Linked DNA regions of Mus musculus: region 1 is linked to region 2. Evidence: chromatin contacts called from public promoter capture Hi-C data. All regions are on one chromosome and are shown on one strand. Each heading gives the region's core, a stretch centred on a gene start, on an enhancer-like site or on the middle of the called end of the contact. The rest is flanking DNA. Distances are from core to core; before and after follow the strand shown.

Region 1 (3,383 bases), core at 106-2,605, 3.5 Mb before region 2:
CTTATTTGTGTGTGTGTGTGTGTGTGCAAGTGTATACATGAAGGCCAAAGGTTAGTGTAAGTTGTCTTTCTCCAACTGCGCAACATCTTGCTCTTTGAGACAGGGTGTCTCACAAAATCCTAGCTGTTACCAACTGAGTCCAGGGAGATCTGTTTGTCCCCAGCTACCTCTGTCCCCTTCATTATAGTTACAGCCTTTTGAGAGCACCTTCCTCTTGTTTTAATTTTAGTGCTGAGGGTCTCAAGTGCTCACAAAGTTCTTATTCTTTCAAGGCAGGGTTCTTTATCATCTGAGCTGGCTCTCCAGCCTCACTGGCCTGGTCCTTTTGAAGAAACTATAAACCAAAGTTTACAAGGTTTCCCCGCCTCTGGTCTTTTATTTTGTAAGTGAAAATGCTTATATGTCCTGTGGAGGGAACCCAACGGAACCTTGGCTCTGGGTTTGAGGAGTGAAGGATGTCTTTGGTATTAGTAGAATTTATCTCAAACGACATCCTTCCCATGGTGTTTTCCTGTGTTATTTGCCGCAGGACTCGGAGTAGGATTCGTCTTTAAGAGCTGAAGCTTAAGGGATTTGCCAAACTTTACGTTTAGAGGTTTCTTGATGCACACATCTGTGGTTTAGATTTCCACCCAGGGCAACCCCAACGGCAATGACAAATCAAATCGTGGTGAGCACTCTTTCTTAGGAAGGGCTCCGAGGCACGCACTTACTCACTCGTTTGTAGCTGAGAAGGTGACAGCGCTGTGCACCTGAAGCCACGCTGCGGATGAAAAGACTTATTTCAGCCTTGCATCTGAACCCACAGTGCTTCCGAGGCAGGAAGACACTCAGATGTATTTAATAAGGGATGTTGGAAATACCTTTAAAAACAGCACGGCGAAGTAGGGAGCTTTAACGAACTGCTTTGAACTCTCAACCCGAGAGGAAGGAAACAACCAGTGGTGGCAAGTGTAAGGGGGGGGGGGAGTTTGGGGGCTCCGGCCTGGGCCTGCTGGGGTCGGGTCCAGGCGGGACGCGAAGCCCGCGGGCTTCGGCCGTGGCCGGACTAAGCGCGCGGCCCGCTGGCTCCCGAGGTTACACACGGACCGAGAGCCGGGTGACAGCAGCGGACGCTTTTGCCTGGCGTCGCGCGAGCTTCACCCTCCTCCCAGACCGCCGGCCTAGATCGCTCCGCAGGAGGGCGCGAGCCAAAGCGCGGCTTGGTGCCTGGGCTGCGGAGATAAACCGGGTGGGGACGCCGGACGCTCACGAGCGGGCGGGCTGGACGCGCCACTGGCCCTCGACCAATCGCCAGCGCCGGCGATGATTCAAAAGGTCGAGGGACCAATGGGGAGCTCAGGGCAGCCTCGCTAGGGGCGGGACCTCGGGGGCGCGAGAGCGCGGCCGGCTGTGTCGCGCGCGGAGTCGCCGCTGGCTGCTGGTGACTGTCCTGGAGTGGCTGGAGTTCCCGCCGGAGCGCGGCCAGGTGAGCGTCGGCGCGGGACTCCGCCGCGTGTGGAGAGCGGGTTCCCCGGGGCGGCCGGCGAGGCTGGGGCCGCGCGGGCCGGAAGTCGAGCGCGGGTTTCGGATGGCGGACAACCCCCGATCCCCGTCTCGGACGCGCGCGTTGGGTGCCCCGGCCGGGCCGGGCTGGGCTGTGCTCGCCGCGGCTTCCCGGCCCTCGGAAAGCGGGCGGCCTTCGGAGGAGGGGTTAACCGCCTCTGGCTCCTGCCAGGGCGCCGTCCCGCCTATCCGGGCCTCCTGAGTGCTTCTGCGCGGTGACAGCGGACCTCGCGCCTCCAGCAGCTTCGAGGGCCACTCAGTGCGCGCTGGGGTGCGGAGGGCCTGCTCCGGGGCACTTCGGCGATGGCGGGCTGGCCTGGCGTTGCGCCCGCCCGCCCTGTGTAGCGCACTTGGTGTGCTAGGGCCGTGGCTCAGGTGCAGGAGCAGGACTAGATCTGGGGCTACAAAGTAGCAGCTGCTCTGAGGGTTAGAAGATGGGGCTACAGAGAAGCGCGGGATGGAGGACCTAATACGGACAGAGAGGGTGATGATGAGCGTTGACTGGGGAGTTGGGGCGGGAGTGAGTAAGGACTGTTAAGATTAGCGTGCTTTTGGGTATTAAGGGAAAAGGCCACTCTGCCAGGACAGCCAGCTTTCTCCTGCACGGCTCTGAAGGGGCACAGACCCTGCGAACGCCTTCCTGTTTGCGTTTTGCCTAGCAGGCCTGTGCCGGCTCAGGTGTTAAAGGGTAGCTGTGAGCCACCATTTGAGCTTTTTCTTTCTGCCACATTAAGTGAATTTGGGAGAGGGGGGGAAACGATTAAAGATCTTAGTAACGCACCGGAGCATCGTAGAAAGAAATCGGCCACACTGATACATAGTGTTATATTGTACCATAATATGTGAGGCGTTCAGTGCCAAATGACCCTCGGGTTAGCAAGAATCTGGGTTGACAGGAAAAAAGCCTGAGGATTCTTGAATTTCTGCGGTATGTGGTTGAGGGTACAGTTTAGCGAGTGACTTTTCTTTGCAAACAACCTGTTTGTTTAGGGAAGCCTGTGTGCGTCTCTTATGCGTTACTTGGGTGCATAAGAATACACGGGAGTCTGGAGCCTCCTTGTCCTATCCAGTATAATTATCTCCTGTTGGGCAATATTTTGGGATGTGTTATGTAGTTTCCACTGACTGTGTGGATCTTGTGCAAAGTGGCATTCATATCTTGTTGGCAGCCCATTTTTTTTTTTTTTTTTTTGTCTCCTAAGACAAGGTCGTTCTCCACATGCTATATAAAATATCACCATCAGTGTCAGTTCATGGTTTGTGTTGTTGTTGTTGTTTGTTTTTTTGAGACAAGATCTCTGCACAGCCTTTATTGTCCTGGAACACAGTGCAGGCTAGGCAGACCTTCAACATACAGAGGTCTGTTTTCCTCTGCCTCCCAAAGAATGGGATTAAAGCCACCATGCCCTGCTAGTCTCAGTTCTTTTCCTCCCTTTTTTTCTGGGGATCAAATTTTATATTACACATTATAGGCATATTTTTGAAAAATTGAGGCTCAAATATCTACTGGGTGCCTTGATTATGTATTACCTACTATTTAATAAGTAATAGAATTTTTTTTTTTTTAAACTTTGACTTGTGTTCTTTGTTGGACTCATAGTTAATGTGGTGTCTTCAAGATGCAGTAGAGAAACAGCAGTGAGTCTAGGGCCATACCATTCTAATCCTCTGGATTTCATCAGATCTCTGAAGCCAAACAGGATCAGACGTGGTTAGTACCTGGATGGGATGAATGGCAAGGATTGGATGCTTCTGATAGTTCAGAATAAATCTGTTCCAGGGCCTTTTAAAGATGCAGGCGGTCCCCAAGCCACAAAGTGCTCCTATTGCAAGTTTTT
Region 2 (3,294 bases), core at 169-2,668:
CTTAGCTTGAGACAGGGTTTCTTTGTGTAGCTCTGGCTGTCCTGGAACTGGCTTCATAGACAGGGTGGGGGTGGGGGTGAGGGGATGGGGGTGGGTGGGTGGGGTGCCTCTGCTTCCTGAGCGCTGGAGCCAAACTTGGGTGTCACCACTGCCTGCCTGGCTGACACTGAATTCTTGATCATCTTACCTGTATCTCCCAAGTGTTGAAATTATACACATGTACCACCAAGCATAGCTTGGGTGCAATCTACACAGGAAGGCCCCAGTGTAGAAATTAAATTCTATATAAAAGTTTCAAGAACACAACATATTTAATGCCAGAAAACAAATCATAATTTTTTTTCTTTTCTTTTTTGAGATAGGGTCTGGTATTCAACCCAGATAAGCCTGGAATTTACTAAGTAGCCCAGGCTAGCTTTTAACTCTTGATACTTCTGCCTCACTCTGCCAAGTAATAGAACTACAGGTGTTTTCTTTTTTTACTAAATCCCAGCCTTTTGTTACTACCAGTTTGTAGACAAGTCAGCAGGTATACAAACATGTTTAGAGTGGCTGAAAAAACAGGGAGAGGATCAAAGTGCATAATCTAGCTGGGTGCTGGCTGTCTTCCTCATCTGTAATTAAAGGGTCTCCAAACTGGTGGATCAGATTTGCAGGGGACAGAGGCCTATCTTTATAGTACAACGAGGGGAACTTCCATGAAAATCTAAGGCTTACTCAAAGGTCAATAGAAAATACGGTGAGTAGCAACACAAGGCCCGCTCTATATGGCTGTTAGGCATGGTGGAGTACAGCAAGCCTCTTTCCCAAACCTTGCACCACTGGTTGGGGAAGAGACAAAAGAAAGGCTCTGGCCTCGCCCTTGCGGAACTTAAAATAAGTCCGACTGGCAAGGCAGGACTTGTAAAATTTAAAAACGCAGTTAAATGGTGGAAAAACTAAACAAAACACCACCTTTGCATAACAATCGCCTATGGGTGTTCTACAGGGCAGCGGTGGAAACTTGAAGAGTTTTTTAAACCTAGAGCCGGAGGGACAAAAAAAAAAACAAAAACCAAAACAAAAAAAAAAAAACCCAAGAAACAACAACAAAAAAAACAACCCGAAAACCAAAAAACTAAACTAAGATGGAAGAAAGGAGGTTGTTCTCGAGTGGAAAATGCCAGGTGAGGACTGAAGGCGGGTGGAGGAGAGCCTCCGCCAGGACACAGAAGGCAGAGCGCCGGTGGAGCGCGGCGGCTCAAGAGCCGGAAAGGCCGGCGGCCACTGCGGCGGGTCCGTTTAACCGAAAGGTGGCTTCTAAGAGCCTCCATTTGCGCGGTCCGGCCCAGCGCGGAGGTCGCGCAGTGGGGGCGGGGCGGGGCCTGCGCGCGCAGCCGCTCTAGCGGGCCTCGCCTCGGCAGGGGGCGGGGCGCCTATATTACGTGCGCGGCGCCGCCCCTGCGAGAGGACGTTGCGTGCTCGCTCGCGCCGGGCGAGTCTCCGCGTCTTGCCTCGCGAACTCGGTGAAAGGAATTGGCGCCGTTCGACACCAGGCGGGTCCGTTCTGCAGCAGCACTCAGCCATCTCCAGCCGCAGCCGCCGCCCGGGCCGACCAGCAGCAGCCGCCGCCGCCACAGGCCGAGGGAGCCAGCAGTCAGCGGGGAACCGGGGCCCTCAACATGAGTTCTTCGCCTGTTAATGTCAAGAAGCTGAAGGTGTCGGAGCTGAAGGAGGAGCTCAAGAAGCGGCGCCTCTCCGACAAGGGCCTCAAGGCCGATCTCATGGATCGACTCCAGGCCGCGCTGGACAACGAGGCAGGAGGCCGCCCCGCCATGGAGCCCGGGAACGGCAGTCTCGACCTAGGTGGCGATGCGGCCGGGCGCTCGGGAGCGGGCCTAGAGCAGGAGGCCGCGGCTGGCGCCGAAGACGACGAGGAGGAGGAGGGCATCGCCGCTCTGGACGGCGACCAGATGGAGCTGGGCGAGGAGAACGGGGCGGCGGGGGCGGCTGACGCCGGCGCGATGGAGGAAGAGGAGGCAGCGTCGGAAGACGAGAACGGCGACGACCAGGGCTTCCAGGAGGGGGAAGACGAGCTCGGCGACGAGGAGGAGGGCGCGGGCGACGAGAACGGTCACGGGGAGCAGCAGTCCCAACCGCCGGCAGCGGCGGCGCAGCAGCAGCCTTCCCAGCAGCGTGGTGCCGGCAAGGAGGCCGCGGGCAAGAGCAGCGGCCCCACCTCGCTCTTCGCGGTGACGGTGGCGCCGCCAGGGGCGAGGCAGGGCCAACAGCAGGCGGGAGGTAAGAAGGCGGAAGGTGGCGGGTGAGTGTTGCGTGATGGGTGCGCGTGGCGGTGGGGACCGTGCCCCAGGCCTGCCGGGGCCCCTCGGGGCGAGCGCCGCGGGAGGGTGGGGGCGGGGGAGCCCCGGGAGGCTCTGCTCGCCATGCCGGCGGCGCCTCCATTATGTATGTCGGGCGCCGGGGTGGGGGGAGCGCTGCAGCTGCCGCGGTGGGGGGGCCGGCCGGGCGGGAGCGCCGGCCGCTGGGGCGCTGCGTGCGCGCGGTCCGGGCACATGTCGGCGGTGGGGGGAGGGGAGAAGCCCGAAGGTCCCGGAGCGGGCGGGCTTTGGCGGCTTAGCGCCGCGGTATTGTGCAAGGAGCGCAGGGGCTCGTGGTGACGTCACTTCCGGCGGCAGGCGCGGGGAGCGGGGCGGAAGCTCAGTACAATGCGGCGGCGGGGCACGCGGGCTCGTGTGGGGGAGGGGAGGTGGGCCCAGGCTTCCCCCCCCCTCGTTTGAGCGCGGCCGGCGCACGTGGGCCCGGGCGGTGTCCCGCTTTTTTTTTTTTTAAACTCTTTTTAAAAAATGCTTTCTGGAAGGTTGCGGTAGGCTGGCAAGTTCAGTCTTCAGACTGCGTCACTGTGTCCAGTCCAAGTCCAGACTTTTTTATTTTCATTTGTCGATTAAAAAAGTCAAAGAATCAGTCAGAAAAAAATAATCAGTAACAGCTCTTGAGGCTCGAAACACAAAAGGTGCTTAACTGCATTATTTAGTTTTCGGCCTGATGCTTTAAGGCGGTGTTCTGTGTCGTTATAGGAGACGGCAAAACAGAACAGAAAGGTGGAGATAAAAAGAGAGGCGTTAAAAGACCGCGAGAAGATCATGGCCGAGGGTATTTTGAGTACATCGAAGAAAACAAGTACAGCAGGTAGAGGCTCCTCACCCAGTTTTAACAGTCGCCCGCTCTTTTTGTATACAAGGTGGGGAAAGCTTTATCAGGAGACAATTCTGTCTTTCAGAGCCAAGTCTCCTCAGC

What was found. Capture Hi-C pulls out chosen DNA fragments and counts their contacts.
Region 1: a contact with region 2 is called in a promoter capture Hi-C map of liver, with 2.6 times the contacts expected there. The contact joins the promoter of Lbr here to the promoter of Hnrnpu in region 2. A contact is called at or near these places in 2 of 9 other capture datasets (adipose tissue and liver).

The regions. Positions count from the first base shown.
Region 1 is chr1:181,840,373-181,843,755 of GRCm38.p6, reverse strand. It overlaps Lbr (lamin B receptor), which reads left to right and starts at 1,355. Exons shown (of 14, transcript NM_133815.2): 1 at 1,355-1,468.
Region 2 is chr1:178,335,939-178,339,232 of GRCm38.p6, reverse strand. It overlaps Hnrnpu (heterogeneous nuclear ribonucleoprotein U), which reads left to right and starts at 1,418. Exons shown (of 14, transcript NM_016805.3): 1 at 1,418-2,280; 2 at 3,075-3,186; 3 at 3,278-3,294. The coding sequence starts at 1,662.